Linked DNA regions of Mus musculus: regions 2, 3 and 4 are each linked to region 1. A link is a contact called in public HiChIP or PLAC-seq data. All regions are on one chromosome and are shown on one strand. Each heading gives the region's core, a stretch centred on a gene start, on an enhancer-like site or on the middle of the called end of the contact. The rest is flanking DNA. Distances are from core to core; before and after follow the strand shown.

Region 1 (4,488 bases), core at 597-3,096:
CAGAACTCTCTCTGCCTTCAAGAACAGCAAAGACTAATTTCTCTACTGCTTTCATACACAGATACTTTTAGTCTGGAAGCAAGGATGAGGAAAGAATTTTTCCTGAATTTTAATTATAGTAGCTGTGAGACTGCGCCTGGTGACTTTAACAGCTGGACTGATAACCTGGTAGCTGCAGTGTTATGCTGTGACCAACAGTACACTTGTACCTCATCTTCTATTTGCTGCCCCCAGATGGTTACTGAGCAAGTAGTGATGCAAAGACAGGCCTATCCACAGAGACAATGCCCTGCATCAGACCTTCCCGATAACCATTTGGAATTCTTCTTAGACTGCTCAGTGGTCTAGAACATTGTTATCAAAACTCCTTCCATCTTGATCAAGCCAGAACTGCTGTCTGGGGATCCCCTAGACTTCGAAGCTTCCTTTCCATTTTTTCTTAAGGGCATTCTCTTTAAGATGGTCACTGAATTCCTCTTGACACCTAGTTCTCAGAGGACCAAAGACAATGCGATGTCTCCGAATCTGCACCTCTAGCTCTTGAGAAAACATCTGGCTTCCTCACAGTCACAAAGATAGCAGAGAAAGCTACTGGCATGGGAAGGGCCTCACAAATCCTTAGTAAAAGGAAAACAGACATGTAAACTCACCACATCGGGTACAGTGCTTACCTACGTCAGACACCTCGATACTTAAGTTGTACTGAGGACTGTCTTGCTTCTTCAAGGACTGTTTACTTAACTGAACCTTTCCCTCATATTCACCAATGAGAAAAAGTCCATCTGAGGGAACTTTGGGTGTTTGGTCTACAAGCTTGTATTTCAAAATACTGTTGATGTTGTTAGCTTCGTCCATATCATGGGCCTCAAAGATCCCGATGCTGTTACCTTTGGAGAAGAAAGAACAACAACCACATCAGTTCATCAAGTGGCTTCTTAGGAAACACGGGAACTGTCTGGGGTGGTGAGCAAAGACATTTAGATTTACTTTGGCTCCTTGCATTTTTTCATGGTATGCTTGATTGAACATAGTGGCAGCCAAGACTGCCTGCCACACAGTATTGTTAATTGAGAGACTTAAACAAAAATCAGCCTTCTGGGAGACCTAGACCCTGGACACATGAAATCAAGGTGTTGACAAAACGGCTTTCCTCTAAGCGTCTCTCCCTGGCTATTTCTTCCTCCTCACTATGTAACCTCCTCTTTATACCTTAGCACCCAAATTTATCCTAGGAACTCTGGTCAGATTAGATTAAGGCCCACCAGCTGGGTGTTTGTGGGTATACACATACATACATGTGAATGTGGGAGTCAGAGGGCAACCTCAGCGGCATTCCGTAGAAGCTACCCACCTTTTTGTTGTTGTTCTTGTTGTTTTTCCTTTTGTTTGGTTTTGTTGTTCTTGTTGTTGTTGTTTGGTTTTTGTTTTGTTTTATTTAGTTTTTTTTTTTAAACAGGGTCTCTAGCACTCTCTCTCTACAAAATCTTGCTAAGTATATTTAAGTTGTCTGGCCAGTGAACCCTAGTAATCTACCTGTCTCTGCCTCCCCAGCACTGGGATTACAAATGTACTGCCATGCCTGGCTTTGTGTGTATGCATCAGGGGATCTAACCCAGGTCCTTATAGAGGCAAGGTAAAAAATGTACTGACTGAGCTATCTTCCTAATCCTTCATCGTACCCAGTTCCACATCCTATCCAGTCCCACATCCTACCCCGTTCCACATCTTACCTAGTCCTACATCCTACCCAGACCTACATCCTGCCCAGCCCTACATTCTACCCAGCCCTACATCCTACCCAGTTCCACATCCTACCCAGTCCCACATCCTACCCAACCCACATCCTACCCAGCCCACATCCTACCCAGCCCACATCCTACCCAGCCCTACATCCTACCCAGTCCCACATCCTACCCAGCACTCATCCTACCCAGTCCCACATCCTACCCAGCACTCATCCTACCCAATTTCCTCTTTAAAACATCTACATCTGTATAGCCATATTCTGAAGTACCAAGACTTAGAACTTTATCCTATGAGCTGGGGAGGAAGAACAATTTACCCCACACAAGGAGCAGGACATCAACTTACAGATTTGGTGGGGAGTGACAGTTCAGCATGGTGTACCTCCTGCTCCTCACCCACCCAAAGGAATCTACTTCCACCTCTAATCTTGGTGGGGGGCCCTATTTGAAAATAGGGTCATCAGAGATATAAGCAACTACATTACTGGGGTGAGATCATCCACACACAGAGGGAGGTAAAGAAGAAGAGGAGGAAAGAGATCTGCAGAGTGTTGTCAGCAGCTAGCTTAAGTCAGAGTCAGAAGAGGCAACAGGCTTTCCCACAAGATCCTGTCACCATAATTTCAGATTCCCCATCAGCAGAACTGAGAAGTTCACATTTCTGGTGCTTTATTACTATAGCCCCAAGACACTAACACACTGGACAAATGTCACAGCTAAACTAGAAGAAGCCAATCTTGGGCTACTTCTGAGAGCTTTGTGAACAACTGTAGAGACTGACTCCACTCAAAGATAACACATAAAGAATAGTCACACACGCACACATACACACACACACACACACACACACACATACCACATGCCATGGCCATATGTATACTGTGCCTGTGTGTATTTTGGCCCAGGAGCTCCTGAGGTCAGTGGATGTGATTCTGTGTCCTACCAACTTTGAGCAAGTTCTGATAGAATCTGTGGTCATCCAGATCTATAAAATGGGAAGTGTGAGTTTCCTTTCATGCGGTCAGAATCCCACCTGAGATTTATTCAGATGCCACTATTTGAATTGAATTACACTCTTCATTTATATCAGTTTGCAGCCAAGGCCTTATACAGACACTTACAGGAGTTGGGTTTTAAAGGATGGAAAAGGGAAGAAATATCTCTATCTCTATCACTATGTCTGTCTCTCCTGTCTCTCTCTCTCTGTCTCTCTGCCTCTCTCTGTCTCTCTCTATATCTATAGATCTATAGATCTATAGATCTATAGATAGATAGATAGATAGATAGATAGATAGATAGATAGACATAGATCCACCCATGAGGCATGTGGCTCAGAGCCATTTGGAATTTGTACTCATGTAACAGCGGCTGCTTCTTTCTAAATGTATCATAATTGAGGAAACTTTTCTTTTCCTCTTTTTCCTAAAGAGGACAGTATAAACTTAAGAGGAACGAACCAGTACTTCATGTGTTAACATTTCTACTTGTGTATGTTTTTATAGCTAGCTAAGCAGCAAGCCCTCAAGAAGGAGATGCATTGTCTGTACCTCCCACAGCTGCATATGGAACAAGTTGAATAGAATTTTTCTTCCTTTAAAGAATTCATGAAGTGCCCCACCAGCACTGGGGTAGCTTGGGCGCGGAGTCTGTGGACACCCGCAGGCTACCCACAAGACCCTCCACAGGATCTTAAGACCTCTGGTGAGTGGAACACAGCTGCTACTCCAATCCAATCGTGCTGGACCTGAGACTGCATTAATTGGGGAAGCAAAAAACCCGGCCTGACCAGGGGCACAAATCCCTTCTGGTCCACGCCAGCACCGAGGTACCTTGGGCACGTAGTCTGCAGACACCTGCATGGTACACATAGGACCCTCCACGGGATCGTAAGACCTCTGTGAGTAGATCACAACTTCTGCCAGGAAGCAGGTTTGAACACCAGATATCTGGGCACCTTCCCTGCAAGAGGAGAGCTTGCCTGCAGAGAGTACTCTGAACAATGAAACTCAGGAGAGAGCTAGTCTTCCAGGTTTGCAGATAGAGGCTAACATAAATACCCGAGGAACAAGATCTAACCAGAGACAACTACAACAACTAACTCCAGAGATTACCAGATGGCGAAAGGCAAGCATAAGAATCTTACTAACAGAAACCAAGACCACTCCCCATCATCAGAACACAGCACTCCCAACCCACCCAATCCTGGGCACCTCAACACACCTGAAAAGATAGTCCCCTATTTAAAAGCATATCTCATGATGATGGTAGAGGACATCAAGAAGGACTTTAATAACTCACTTAAAGAAATACAGGAGAACACTGCTAAACAGGTAGAAGACCTTAAAGAGGAAACACAAAAATCCCTTAAAGAATTGCAGGAAAACACAACCAAACAGGTGATGGAATCGAATAAAACCATCTAAGACCTAAAAAGGGAAGTAGACACAATAAAGAAAACCAAAAGTGAGGCAACGCTGGAGATAGAAAACCTAGGAAAGAAATCTGGAACCATAGATGCAAGCATCAGCAACAGAATACAGAGATGGAAGAGAGAATCTCAGGTGCAGAAGATTCCATAGAGAACATGGGCACAACAATCAAAGAAAATACAAAATGCAAAAAGATCCTAACTCAAAACATCCAGGAAATCCAGGATACAATAAGAAGACCAAACCTACAGATAATAGGAGTAGATGAGAATGAAGATTTTCAACTTAAAGGCCCAACAAATATCTTCAACAAA
Region 2 (4,488 bases), core at 902-3,401, 110 kb after region 1:
GCTTGCAATCCCACCAACAATGGAGGAGTGTTCCTCTTTCTCCACATCCTCGACAACAACTGCTGTCATCTGAGTTTTTTACCTTAGCCATTCTGACTGGTGTGAGGTAGAATCTCAGGGTTGTTTTGATTTGCATTTCCCTGATGATTAAGGATGTTGAACATTTTTTAGATGTGTGTGCCTCAGCCATTCGATATTCCTCAATTGAGAATTCTTTGTTTAGCTCTGTACCCCATTTTTAAATAGGGTTATTTGGTTTCTGGAGTCCAACTTCTTGAGTTCTTTATATATATTCGATATTAGCTCCCTATCAGATTTAGAATTGGTAAAGACCTTCTCCCAATCTGTCCAAGGCAACTCTTACAAAAACAATATTTAGTTGGGGCCAGATTACAGGTTCAGAGATTTGAGTCCAGTATCATCAAGGTGAGAGCAGGACAGCATCTAGGCAGGCATGGTGCAGGAGGAGCTGAGAGTTCTACATCTTCATCTGAAGGCTGCTAATAGAAGACTGACTTCCAGGAAGCCAGGAGGAGGGTGTTAAACCCACACCCACAGTGACACACCTACCCCACAGGGTCACACCTTCTAAGAGTGTAACTCTCTTAGCTAAGCGTACACAAACCATCACGGAGGGGTTAAAAACTGTTGGTAAATAATAAAATCAATTTCCAAAAGAGAAGGAAATACAAGGTTCTTTCCAGCTTCTTACTATTATAAATAAGACGGCTATGAACATAGTGGAGCATGGTTCCAAGAGCTCAAAAAAAAAAAAAAATGGTCCAGAAAAATTTCGTCTTCTGTATCATACAAGGTCGCATCATTGTAAAATTTATGGTCTGTTTGTCCTGAGACAGTGGAGGTCGGGTAGGAAGCGTGAGAATTAGCTTGGTGTCACTGCATCCGCAGCAATGGGGGCTGGCATTGACTCCCCGTTAGGGGAAACATTGTTTTGAACACACTATTCAGTACCTGGCCCAACTCTCAGTGAAATACTACATGAGAAGAATGACATGAGGTCACGCATGAGAACAGCAGGAGCCTCCCCTGCAGCCACTCAGCCACTTCAGAACGCACTTCCTGTAAAAGCCACTGGTTACGCAGGAGAAAATCCTCCAGGGATAGAGGAAAACAGGGAGGTGGCCCAGTAAGCTCATTTATTTAAACCTGGGATGATAGTCTCCTCGATGCTCAGGAGGTAACAAGTCAGAATTAAAACAATAAATCAGAGAGTTCTGAGAATGGGTCTTTCAGAAGTAAATTCACATTAGTAGTCAGAGTAAGCCACTGGGTGTTCTATATAATATGAATTTATATGCTTCTTTTGTCCACAAAGGGGAAAAAAAGGACAAACAAACCCTTTACAGAGAAAGAATTTAGAAGAAGTACCAACCTAAAATATAATGTTTTCAAGCAATTGTTGAGCATATGAGAAAGGAGAAGCTGGCTATCACGACAAGGACATTTTCTTTCTGTCATTCCATTTTGGACATATGACTACAATTCCTTCCAACTGCAGGTTGGTGTGATGCATAAATTAAACTTACCTGACTCATAACATTGTAAGCACTTTTATTGGTGGCCCATTCTTATTATAAAGCAAGATAATACAGGAAATGATGGGAGGGGTAAGATGGTGGTTGAGTAAGAGCCTCCAATGATCACCTCTCCCAGAGAAGAGCCCGTTTGAACAGTGTGAATAACACCCCAAACTACCTTCACAAATGCTAAGGAAGTCCGGTGAGAGACTACAGTGCCTGGTTGTGGTATAATTTACAAAGAGGTAAAGGGTAGGGAGACAGAAGGGAAGAGTTGCCTCTTAACCCCTAACTAAGCAACCCAGCATGGTGATACTTCCTCAGTACTTAAGGCAGAAATTACATCCAGGGCTTCAACGTGCCAGAAAGAGTCTCACAAACCCTGTGATAGCGGGGCAGCTAACTTTTTCAAACACCCTTCTAATAATCTCTGTCAGCAGAAGGGGAAGCCGCTCAAGAAAGCCAGCACTATATGGGTCTTCATGGAGTAGGAGCTCACGATGTGGCGAAGTTCTGCAGCCTTACTGACCACACCCACGGCACAGGAACCATGGCCAGTGCCTTCAGTGTGAGTCTCCCAGAGCCAGGCTGACTCTTCAGCTAAGCACGGGTCACGGACTATGGATGAGCTCTCTGGGCATGCGCTGATTCCAAGGCGAGGCTAGTGAGAGCAAATGATCAGTTCTAGGTTCTTCTGTTTTGAAGACTTGGGATATGCCTGAGCTTAAGTTAGCCTCTAATGCTGAAACACTGAAGTCAGACTTGAAGCAGAACTGGCCTGAGACTGCCATCTAATGTTGAAACAGAAACAACCACAGGATCAGATTCAACAAAGAGCCTGCTTGAAGTCCTGGAGAGCCAGGCATAAAAGAGTTAAGTTATAAAAGAACAACAAACAACAACAACAAAAACCCACTAATTCTTTGATACTGAAACAATGTTGCACACTAACAAGTGTCAAGCACTTTTAGGAAAACTTGATCCTACCTGTCAAAATAAGGACACTAAACTTCAACTCTATGGGAGACTTTCAAACTTAAGATAGCTATCTTTAGTTTTCAGAAAATTCAATAAACTTCAGGAAAACTGAAGAGATATGACTTAATATCACAACAGAGAAGTTAACAGAGAGACTGAAACTTTTCTTAAAAATCAAATAGAAATCCTTAAAGTAAAAACTACTCAGGACAGACTGAAAGCCTGACAGTGGAATATCACAGAGAAGAAAGATGCAGTGAGCCAAAACCAGGCTACTTGAAAATATACTGCTTGGGCTATTGGGATGGCTCAGTAGGAAAGGTGCTTGATACCAAGCCTAATGGCCTGAGGCCAAACCCTGGGACTGAGGCAGAGAAGAAGAGAACAGACTCCTGAGAGCTGCCTTCTGCCCGAGGAGCAAACCACAGCATGTGCACCAATACACATATACAACATACATACATACATACATACATACATGTAGATTTTTTAAAGAAAAAAAATATACAGGTGGAATGACTGGCCTCCAAAACTGTATGTCCTTTTAACTCATCTAGCAGTTCCCAGCAGGCACCCCTCCCCTGAGCTCCATATCCTGGCCAACAACCCCTGCAAAAGACTCCCATTCTACCTGAGACAATGCCAGTACTGAAAACCCCAGGAACCCCATGGACCTGGAACCACAGAGGCGACACAAGTATCTAAAACCCCAGAGGTCATACTGCCCACCAAAACCCCACTGGAGACACACTATTGGGCCTGAAGTTAACAGAAGAGTTAGCCAGAACTACAGGCCACTTAGGCCAGAAGACCAGAGAGAAAACAGAAAGCAGGGCGAAAACATCCAAAAAAAATCCACCCAACAAAGACAAAGTCAGAAATCAGCACATAAACCCATGACAACTCCAAACACAAACGACTAAAAGCCAGTGCAAGAACACAGTCAGCAGTGCCCAGGACAATAGGGCACCACCACAGCCCAGCTACCCTACTACAGCAAGCACGGGAGATTCCAACACAGCTGAAACTGAAAATGACCTTAAACCCAATCTTATGAAGATGAATGAGGCTCTTACGGAGGAAATGAACAAATCCCTTAAAAAATAATCCTGGAAAACACAAACAAACACTTGAAAAAAATGAATAAAACTGTTCAAGACCTGAAAATGGAAATAGAAACAATAAAGAAAACACAAACTGAGGGAATCCTGGAGATGGAAAATCTAGGTAAGTGAACAGAAGCTACACACTTAAGCGTCACCAACAAAATACAAGAGGTGGAAGAGAGAATCACAGTCATAGAAGATACAATAGAAGAAATTGATACACACGGTCAAAGAAGATGTTAAATCTAAAAAGTTTCTGACACAAAACATCTAGGAAGTCTGAGATTATGAAAAGACCAAATCTAAGGATAATACAAATGGAAGAAGGAAAAGATCCTCGCTCAGAAACCAGGAAAATATATTTAATAAAATTGCAGAGAAAACTTTTCCTAAACTAAAGAAGGAGAGGCCTATAAAGATACAAGAAGCTTACAGAACACCAAGTAGATTGAACCAGAAAAGAAAGTCCCCAGCCACATAATAATCAAAACACTAATAACATACAGAACAAAGAAAGAATATTAAAAGCTGTAAAGGAAAAAGACCAAGTACTATATAAAGGCAGATACATTAGAATTATAGCTGACTTCTCAACAGAGACTCTATAAGCCAGAAGGGCCTATACAGATGTCTTGCATACTCTAAGATACTACAGAGGCCAACCCAGACTACTATAGCCAGCAGAACTTTTAACTAATATAGACAAAACAAGATATTCCATAACAATGTCAAATTCAAACAGTATCTATTTACAAATCCAGGCCTACTGAAGGTACTAGAAGGAAAACGGAAATTATGTTATCTTTTATAAGCATAATGCTATAAAACTAGAAATCAATTACCAAAAAAAAGCTTTATAAACTACA
Region 3 (4,488 bases), core at 996-3,495, 90 kb after region 1:
AGGGTCAAGTCAGCCTTCTTGGACCCCTCAGACCTGACCTTCAGAAAGCCCCTTGATAACTTGGGTCAACAGATTTGGTCCTGCGTACATGTATTCCTCCTGTCTTGTCTTTTTTTGTGCTTGAGGCTTTGTGCCAGCAGTTAGGCCTCTGTCACCATCTCAGTATTGAGAAGGTATAGGTTCTCCTAATCCTAAAGATACATTTTGTTTCAATTTGTTGTTTTTTTTTTTTTTTTTTGAGACAGAATCACATAGCCCAGGTTAGCCTCAAACTCTTTTTGTATCTGAAGATGACCTTGAGTTCCTAGCCCTTCTGCTTCTTCCTTCCTGGTGCTGGGATTGCAAGTGTGTACCATTATGCCTGGCTCCCAATTCTGCAGAAAAAATGACCCACTCCCTCTCACTCTTTCTGCTTACAAGACAGAAGCCCACCGGGGCTGGGCCACCTACCTCCCAAGACCTCACAGTCGCTGTCCATGCTGTCATGCACACCTGCAAAGATGTTGGCCAGGGTGGACTTGCCCACTCCTTGCTCCCCTATAAGCACTACTCGGTAGTAGGTGTTTCCAGACTCAGAAGAGATGACCGAGTCTGTGGAGTCGGACGACCAGCTCCGCCGGCAGTGCTCTTCCGGAGCAGTAGAGTGGCGGTTTCGGAGGTTGCAGGGGTGGGGATCCTTCTGGACCATCAGATGCCTGGCATCAGCAGGGATACTCCAGCGCTGCTGTGGCTGCATGCCCACAGTGCCTTGGCGCATGGTGACATTATTCAGAGTCATTGCGGGATCCTAGGAATCAGAGCAGTAAAGATGGCAATATGATTAAGAATGAGCCAGGCCCAGGGGCGCTCAACACAGTTGTCTTTGGTGCTTCATTTGATGGGTATGAATTCTTAATGTAAGAATCAACCACTAAACTGTCCCTAAGCCTAGAAAGCAAAATTTTCAACAACAACAACAACACACACACACACACTCAGTAACTAGCTTCTCAATCAGGCTGTCGTTTGTAGTAGCAGTAACACCATCCATCCATTGCCCATAAGCTCCCTCTGTCCTTAAAGGAGCTTTGGAAATCCCACCGGGAGTTGGCACAGAGGCAGCTGGAAGGAACCCATTGCCTCCAGAAATGACATTACCATCAGCAACAAGTTAGAGCTGCTGGGCACCAGCTGGCCAGGTTAACTGTTCTTGTCTAAACATGGCTCTTAATTGCCCCCGCATCCTGCAGTCTTGAGCCTCAGTGGGAAACACGCGGCAATGACATCACTCCCCTGGCTGGACTGGACAGGCACTTTGGGGGAACTTCCATGTTTAGTAAGGTTGCCCTGATGTCCTCCAGCTGCCTGACTGAAGAGGCCGTTATTTGGGGAGTGGGACAGTTTCTGTTTGAGTGCTATGCCTCAGCTCTACCCTCTTATCTACAGAAACTGTTTAGCGTAGCAGCCCTGAGGCTGGTTCTTCTGAGAGGGGAAGGACCTGCTCACATTCAGACACATCACACTTGTACAAAAAGGGCTTCATTCTTAAGGAACGTCGTCCACTCCATGATTTTTTTACTGTATATAATTATTTATTTTAAAAATTGCACCTTTCTGACGTAAATTAGAAGATCAGAGACTCAGTGAAAAGCCACTCAACAACTTCCTACAACTTTTTCCTTGCAAGACTGCCTTGCCTGACAGGCAGTCTGTTCTGCCAAGACTGCCCGAGATAACCGCTCTATGGTTTTTAACTCAGCAAGCTCCCCGCGTGAGCGCAAGGATCACGCTCAGCTCACACACCCTACTCCATACATCACACCTATGCCACGATCCAGAACCAGCCGGTTTCTTTTTAAGTCTTAAAAACAGTCCCTGGGTTGACAGACTTGCGACAGCAGACCTTGAAGTCTGCCGCCTGGCCACCTAATCTGTAAGGTGACACTCCTCCGAAATTGAATTTAGAAACCCCCATCAGAAGCGCATCCTTTGCGCCTGAACTTCTTTCTCCCACGGCAGAACCCCCGGTACAGACCTAGGGAGTCTAGGGACTGGCTGCCTTCCTAACTTAAAAAGTTCGGAGACCAGGAACGCCCCTTCCCACAGAGGCTCCCACTGGGACTGCCCCTCAGCCATGGCCCCTTACTTGGCTGCACTGGGCGCTGGGTGGGCGTCTGCCGTCGATCCGCCTGCTGCAACGCCTGACGTCTGCGATGCGGGCTCCGCAGTCCGAGGCTGTGTGATGTCCGCTGGCAGTGCCGCCTCCTGAAGCCTCCGCTGCCCGCCGCCGTTTATAGCGCGCCCGGCAGCCCCGCGACGGGGCTTTTCCGTGACGTCAGCGCTCCCGCCGGGAGGGGGCGGCTCTGCAGCAAACTGAGTTGCAGCCACTTGGCTAAATCAGTTACTCGTAGTCATGTGACTCCCCTATCCCCTTGAGGGGAGTGAGGGAGAAAAAAAATGACAGTTCAATCGTTGATTTTGTTTTATTTTCTTTTTATCAGGTGGACACTGGAAAAATACACTTAGTGCTACTTAATCGCCCTTCCCAGCAGAGCACTTGTAAGCTGTCTGAATAAAGGATGAGGAAAGAAACAGGCCCAAGCCGCGAGTCCAGCTTTGCCAAGAAAACAGATCCGTCTGAGTGAGCGGGACTCCGGCCTCCAGGATGAGGCTACAGCCACCCTGAGTGGACAGACCACCTTCAGAGCATGCTCTGAGAAGCAACCAGGCCCTTCCTGCTTCCTGACTTCTTATCTCTGACTTGGGACATACTGCTTTGTTTCCTTCTTCTGGAAGAGATCCAAAAGAGAAGAGTCGGAGGAAAGAGTAGGGGATCTTGAAAAGGGGCAGGTTGGCTCCAAGCAGCTTGTGCTAAACACTGCCATCCCCCTGTTTTGGCCACAATGCTGAATCTCCTCCATCAGAAATTTAATCACACCCCAATCAGCGCATCTCAGAACCGAGCTGCTCAGCATGGCTGGAACTTTGGCCTAGAGCCAGGACTTCCCAGCCATGGGGAGATACAAGGAGGCTCAATCCCCTGAGAGAGCCCTACTGCTTCTATCATTTGCTAAGATTTGCAAAGACCTGTGGTTCTGGTGGGCCTGGAGAACCTTGCCCTTACTACAGTTGTGGATTGAGAACAAGAGGCCCTGCAATGAAACCTGCCTTAAGTACATTTTAAACTGCACTGCTAAGTGACCTCTTCCCCAGGACATGGGTATTTCCCGGGGACGTGGGCATTTCCCACATGCTGTGTTTAGAGTCCATGCTAGCCTTTCCAACACATCCATCTGCTTCTCCAGCCAGCTTCTGCTGTGGGTTGGCTGGCGGCCCCTCGGGAAGCAGCCAGCACCAGTGTCTATTGGAGTGGCTGGGCTGCTCTGTGGTTACAACGGTGTCACGAAGGCATCTATGCGATTTGGGAATTATCCAAGTGACCAGCTGCACCTCAGGTCTGTCAGGGACCAAGCTGGCAAAGGTAGAATCCACCAAATAAGAAAGATGGAGAGTGCCTTAGTCTCAAAGGCAGAGCCCCAAATTTATTTATGCACAAGGAAGATAAGAGCCAGAGCCAGAATAGACTATAGTTTGGCCACTCAGGAAGACTTTAGGTGGCCAAACTAAAGTCTATTCTGGGTACCATAAAGCTCTGGATACGGCTCTTCACCAGCCACGTTTTTCCTCAATGTTAACACGGTGGGAAGGGACACGGATGTAGAAAGAAAATGAGGAAAAAGGACTGGGGGGGGGGGGGAGAAGAAAGATGGAAACAATGAGGGAGATGATGGAGAAGGAAGGAGGGGCAGGGAGACAACTACCCAACTGTGAATACGTCTCTGAGGAGAGGCATTTCCACGCAGATATCCACATTTCCTCCCAGGTCTATTGCTCTGGCGACTGTTCTCAACAGAAACACTGTGGTGTCTGTAAGCAAATCACACCATCTCTTAATCCTACTTCTTCACACTGATAAGAATCTCACATTGGGGGATGGGGTAATGGCACATAATTTAAAATAAATTTAAAAAAATAAAAAAGGAGTAGCAAGAAGCTCACATTGGGGAGCTGTGAAGATTGCTCAGTGGGAACGTGCTGCTAAGCGAGCACAGGACCTGAGTTCAGACCCTTGGCACTTACACAGAAACCAGGCATCGGCCACAGGAATGAAGCTGCAGTGCTGGACTGCAGGACAGAGATGAGCAGAGACCAGCGCTGGCCAGCCTAGGGAATGACAGGTGAGGGAAAGACTCTGATTTATAAAACAAAGTGAAAAGCAACAGAAAACATCCAAACAGTCCCCTTCTGGCCTCTAACCATCATGCAGAGGCAAGCACACAGGCAAGCACACACACACACACACACACACACACACACACACACACACACACATACACACACACACACACACACACACACACACACGAACACACACACACACACGCACACACACGAGCCTCACATTAATACTATAACTGTGTGTCTGGGCAGTATCTTGAACTGTTTCCA
Region 4 (4,488 bases), core at 1,134-3,633, 73 kb after region 1:
AATGCATCATTGTGGAGCCCAGTCCCAATGTATACGTCTACAAAATACTTCCCCACTTAAGGCTCAGGGAACATTGCTGCAGAAGGGGAGGAAAGACTGTAAGAGCCTGTGAGATTGTGTCTTCTAGTAACATCAGAAGTTATAACCGTAAAATCTCACCAACATGACTGCCCAAATGTGAGCTGAACAAGGATCACACCAGTGAGCATGCCAAATCGATGGAGGAAAACCCCACAAGGCCTCAACCCTACACAAAGACCGACAGGAAACGGAGGAAAGCTGGGAACAAGAGAGGTGGTCCTCCCAGGGGAGAGCACACTGATAGCCACTCACTATTAAAAAAACAAAATCATCCCTGAAAGCACACATACAAGTAACACTATATGGACTCAACAGGTCATACTTAGGAGAATGTGTATATAATGCATACATGCATGCAATGGCAAGGAATGAAAAATTACCATAAATCTGAAGGAAAATGGGGAAGGGCATATGGGAGAGTTTGGAAGAAGGGACGGGAAGAAAGAAATGTGTAATTTATTTACAATAGCAAAAATAAACAAACAAAATAAAGGGATCAAGAGGAAGGAGCAGGAAGAGATCTGATGCATGTCCCAACCTGGATGAATCTTAAAGACATTATATGAAAGAAATTATGGACCAGCGGGATGTGGTGCTACACACATTATCCCAGGATTTGGAGGCTAAGGGAAGAGGGAAGGGGGTTAAGGAAAGACTGAACCCCATGGCTAGACTCTCTAAAAATTAAAAAAAGTCACAGGGCGAGGAGGCAGCTAGCTATCCACTCAGGTGAGCTGCCTGAAGCGCTAAAACTCATAGATGCCAGAAGTGGGATGGAGGTTTCCCAGGCTGCAAACGGCATTCTAACCCTGGTACAGGCTGGATGACAGAAACTGGATACGGATGGTGTAATGTCTGCAGGGCCCTGAACATACCTAAGGTGAAGAACTGTGCTCTTAGAGTGGTAACTGTCACTTCAGGCACATCTTGAATATATTTGCTACTGTTTGTTTGAGAGTGTTTGTTATACAAGCACACAGAGGATGTTGATCAAATCCATCCCCTGCTCTCTTTCCTCCCACTCCTTCTGCTCCCCTGCTACTATATTTCCATCCCAGCTATAAGCACTCACAAGTCAGTGGCAGAGTGGTTGCCAAGCATGCACGGGACCCTGGATTCAAACCCAGTACATAGTTGACCACAGACTCCTCTTTCGTTGAAATTGACATGAGCTGAGAGCAAATGGCCTGAGAACACACTCTTAGAAAATCTGACGTGTGACACCGCACCTGAACCTTCAGGGATCCTGAGCTCAGTAGAGTAAGGCTTGTGCTGGAGAGAAGACCGATGGGATAGTCACGACAGGAAGATGGCGGCCTCTGTGAAGTGTGTGTGTGTGGGGGGGGGGGAACTGGAGGAAAGCTCAAGAACCAGCCGTAGCGGGAAAGGTTTCTGTGTCCACCTCAGGCAACCAAGAGCAGAGCGGAAGTGCAGCTCAGGGGTGGAACCCGTCAGTATATGAGGCCTGGCACTCACTCTCCAACACCACGGGCACCTACGAGGTACTCCTGGGTGATGCAGGGATTAAGGCTATCCTTCTCTTGGAAGTTCAGAAGCATAGGCACAAGATTATAGACAAGAGGCCTTTGTCAATACTGCCCCTACTCATGCTCCCAGGAGGTGGAGGCTGCTAGCCTGCAGTATGGCTAGCCGCCATCTTGTTCCCGTGCAGTGCACAGACTACATCACCATCTCAGGACTTCCTAGAGGCTTCTTGAATTTTTCAACCTGTTCTCAGTTGCGGGGGTTGGGGGGAACATCTTTGGCCAAGGAGTGTGTTCTCTGGGAAATCCAGAGAACAGAAGTATAAAGAATAGAGAACTTATTCAATGTATGTAGTTAATTTCTTCATTAAGATGTAATAATCTGGTTGAAGGAGGCTAAAACAGGCTAGGCAGATGGTTCAGTCAGTGAAGTGCTTGCCAAAAAACCACGTAGGTCTGTGTTTGGATCTCTAGCACCCACCCTTTCCAAGAAAGCACATGTCTGCAACCTCAGCTTGTGGGGTAAGCAGAAAGAGGGACGTCCTAGGTGTCACTGGCTGGCTGCTCAGGTTCAAGTTCAGTGAGACACTGTCTCAAAAGAGGGTGGAGGATGATTAAGGAAGATACTTCATATCAAAGCACATGGGCACAAACACACACACACACACACACACACACACACACACACACACACAAGAAAACAAGAACGTGGAAGGTACTCCTTACAGCCAGGATGCAGCTGCATTTTAGCACCTTCCCCTTTCAGCTATCTTTCCTGACCATGTCAGTCAGCCTGCTTCCGCTTCTGTGGCAAACATCTTGCCTTACTCACAGTTTTGACCAGAAACACCTTCGAGGCCCCCGGGGCCCATTTGTGTATGGTGTGGAGAACTGTTCTTCTCACAAGCAGGGGAATGAACCAGTTCACCCTCAAACTGGGGTTTGTAATCAGTCAAAGATCTTTATCTGCATCACCAAAAATAGAGTGCTAATTGACAGTCTGTACAGAGGCTCTCAAAGGCATAACAAAGGAAATCAAATTAAGAGTTCCCTCCCTCAGCTGCCAGAAGAGATGGCACTGGCACTGTCCCAACAGCTAATGTTTCTAACTCACTTTAAATATTCTGAAGAACAGTGATCAAGGCCGGTGCAATGTAAGCAAAAAAAAAAAAAAAAAAAAAAAAACAGAAAAGTGTTGGTCTCTATGCTGAACGGTGCTAGGTAAGCTGAAGGTGGACATCAAGAGAACCACAAAACCCAAAGGTCTCCCCCCCCCCCCATGCAACTGGGGTGCCTGGAATCTCCCTTAAACATCATCAAAGTAACTGAAGTGCAGACAAGCTCAGGGCCAGCTCATGCGCACAGCACGTTAATGATCCTGTAGGGACCAAGATACCCACTCTTTATCCCTTATCCCAGTCTGTCATCTTAAAAACCCTCTGGAGTCTTAAACCCTTGTTCTTTTGTGTTGAGAGGGTTTAAGAGTCCATTCATAGCTAGCAAAACCAGGGCCAGGATCTAAGACTTCCTACTCTGAGCCCAGTGTTCTCTGGATATAAAACAAACCCCTTCTCAGATTCTCTAACATAATCCTTTCACCTGACAGAAGCCAGAAACCTGGGACAAGTGAGTTTTGTTAGACATGTGCTAGGAAGAGTGGTCTAGAGAATGTCATATATGTAAGAAGGTTACCAAAGAGCACACCTGCCTGCGGTGTGAATACCCAGGTGATATGGCGGTATACCCTTATCACCTCAGCGATTATCTGAGACCTATAGCTCAGGGTTTTACCTGTAGCAAGTACCACTCAGTGTCAAATTCAGGATAGTTTTCTGTATAAAAAGGAGCAGCGGACCCACAGCCAAGGTCCTCTCAATCTCTAAGTGCGAATCATCTTTGGAGTCAAGAGATCCACATGTGCTGCCATGTGACAGGGCCCAAAATAAACATTAGCCGCTCCCATCCTCATCAACAAAGTCTGTTGGCAATGACTCGGATAATTCACACATGACAGCTAGCATATGCCTCTCAGAGCACCCCTTGCAATGGCAGTGGGGCCCATGTCGGCCGCCTGCCTCCTTGTCTCTCTATTCTTGGATGTTTGCAGTCCTTGTCCAAAGACATCTGGAGGCCCTGGTTTCACTTATTCTTATTTTTCCAACCCAACTGAGGACTCCATTTTCCCAGTTGTTCCTCCTCAAATCCAAGATCCTCACAAGCTGTTTCCAAATATTGAAACACATTATGGCAGGCCACCCGCTCCATCTTATAATCAAGTAGATGAAACACAGAAGGCAGTTGCCTTTGGATTCTTTTAACTAGGATTTCCACTCCTACCTCATTGCTTTGACTGGTCTAGTGTTTACAGAGAAAGAAATAACTACTTTCAAATATGTCTGATTGTGGCTTTTTAGACAAATTAAAGCTGAAGGCTTAAGCTGACTGCCTCCTTACCCTGTTCCATTCCCATGTTCTAATAGTCACACATGTGTACTTCCCTGGTAAATTTGGATGCTCATGTCCCCAGTAGGATACCAGAGCATCATATGAAAGCTGCACATTTTCTTTACTCAGACACCCATGTGGGGCCTCTGGGTGATGCTCACAGGACCACGCCTCAGCATCTCTCACACGTCGTGATTTTTCTTACAGCCTAATGGTAAACTGGAGGTTAAACACATTATGGAGTAGGAGATGCAGGGACACCTTGGCATTCACTTACTTACTTATGTGACCACTGCCTCAGTAAACCTAATTGAAAGTGGCCTGGGTGAAGTTTCTGAATGGGGATGTTCCTCTTGGATGCTCAGTGTCCTTGGTGTGCTCTGAAATACTTTAAGCTACCGATAGCCTCTCCATTTGGAGAACACAAATATTGAAATGTGAAGTAAGATAAGAGTCTGGTTGTCTCATTGATACGTGA

Evidence for each region. HiChIP or PLAC-seq counts read pairs in DNA pulled down with a chosen protein or histone mark.
Region 2: a contact with region 1 is called in a CTCF HiChIP or PLAC-seq map of CD8 T cells, with 6 read pairs. The contact joins two enhancer-like sites. A contact is called at or near these places in 9 of 39 promoter capture datasets (the 3T3-L1 cell line, 3T3-L1-derived adipocytes, embryonic stem cells and 5 more), 2 of 15 datasets of contacts at CTCF or cohesin (CD8 T cells and pro-B cells), 4 of 484 Hi-C or Micro-C datasets (Th2 cells, effector CD8 T cells, group 2 innate lymphoid cells and 1 more) and 3 of 115 datasets of contacts at active chromatin or transcription factors (CD8 T cells, T-cell acute lymphoblastic leukemia and embryonic stem cells).
Region 3: an H3K4me3 HiChIP or PLAC-seq map of the 230-238 cell line shows a contact between it and region 1, with 4 times the contacts expected there. The contact joins the promoter of Gem here to the enhancer-like site in region 1. A contact is called at or near these places in 10 of 39 promoter capture datasets (the 3T3-L1 cell line, 3T3-L1-derived adipocytes, embryonic stem cells and 6 more), 1 of 15 datasets of contacts at CTCF or cohesin (pro-B cells), 4 of 484 Hi-C or Micro-C datasets (CD8 T cells, Th1 cells and nephron progenitors), 7 of 115 datasets of contacts at active chromatin or transcription factors (the 230-238 cell line, CD8 T cells, bone marrow-derived macrophages and 3 more) and 3 of 9 other capture datasets (adipose tissue, liver and pancreatic islet).
Region 4: a BATF HiChIP or PLAC-seq map of CD8 T cells shows a contact between it and region 1, with 30 read pairs. The contact joins two enhancer-like sites. A contact is called at or near these places in 1 of 15 datasets of contacts at CTCF or cohesin (CD8 T cells), 11 of 484 Hi-C or Micro-C datasets (CD8 T cells, CD8 central memory T cells, DN2 thymocytes and 7 more) and 3 of 115 datasets of contacts at active chromatin or transcription factors (CD8 T cells, T-cell acute lymphoblastic leukemia and effector CD8 T cells).

The regions. Positions count from the first base shown.
Region 1 is chr4:11,791,884-11,796,371 of GRCm38.p6, reverse strand. Cdh17 (cadherin 17) reads right to left here. Exons shown (of 18, transcript NM_019753.4): 10 at 672-887. Among named protein-coding and RNA genes, the nearest start is that of Cdh17, 36 kb to the right of the region's middle. Within about 2 kb of position 1,846, at least 49 of the 459 cell types and tissues checked have an H3K27ac peak or open chromatin away from gene starts, as enhancers often do. A contact at or near this core is called in the 230-238 cell line, CD8 T cells, CD8 central memory T cells and 5 more, where this site is marked.
Region 2 is chr4:11,680,389-11,684,876 of GRCm38.p6, reverse strand. No RefSeq gene overlaps it. Among named protein-coding and RNA genes, the nearest start is that of Gm35884, 6.5 kb to the right of the region's middle. Within about 2 kb of position 2,151, at least 33 of the 459 cell types and tissues checked have an H3K27ac peak or open chromatin away from gene starts, as enhancers often do. A contact at or near this core is called in CD8 T cells, effector CD8 T cells and pro-B cells, where this site is marked.
Region 3 is chr4:11,702,204-11,706,691 of GRCm38.p6, reverse strand. Gem (GTP binding protein (gene overexpressed in skeletal muscle)) reads right to left here and starts at 2,245. Exons shown (of 5, transcript NM_010276.4): 1 at 2,126-2,245; 2 at 451-787. The coding sequence starts at 778.
Region 4 is chr4:11,719,441-11,723,928 of GRCm38.p6, reverse strand. No RefSeq gene overlaps it. Among named protein-coding and RNA genes, the nearest start is that of Gem, 17 kb to the right of the region's middle. Within about 2 kb of position 2,383, at least 100 of the 459 cell types and tissues checked have an H3K27ac peak or open chromatin away from gene starts, as enhancers often do. A contact at or near this core is called in CD8 T cells, CD8 central memory T cells, Th1 cells and 3 more, where this site is marked.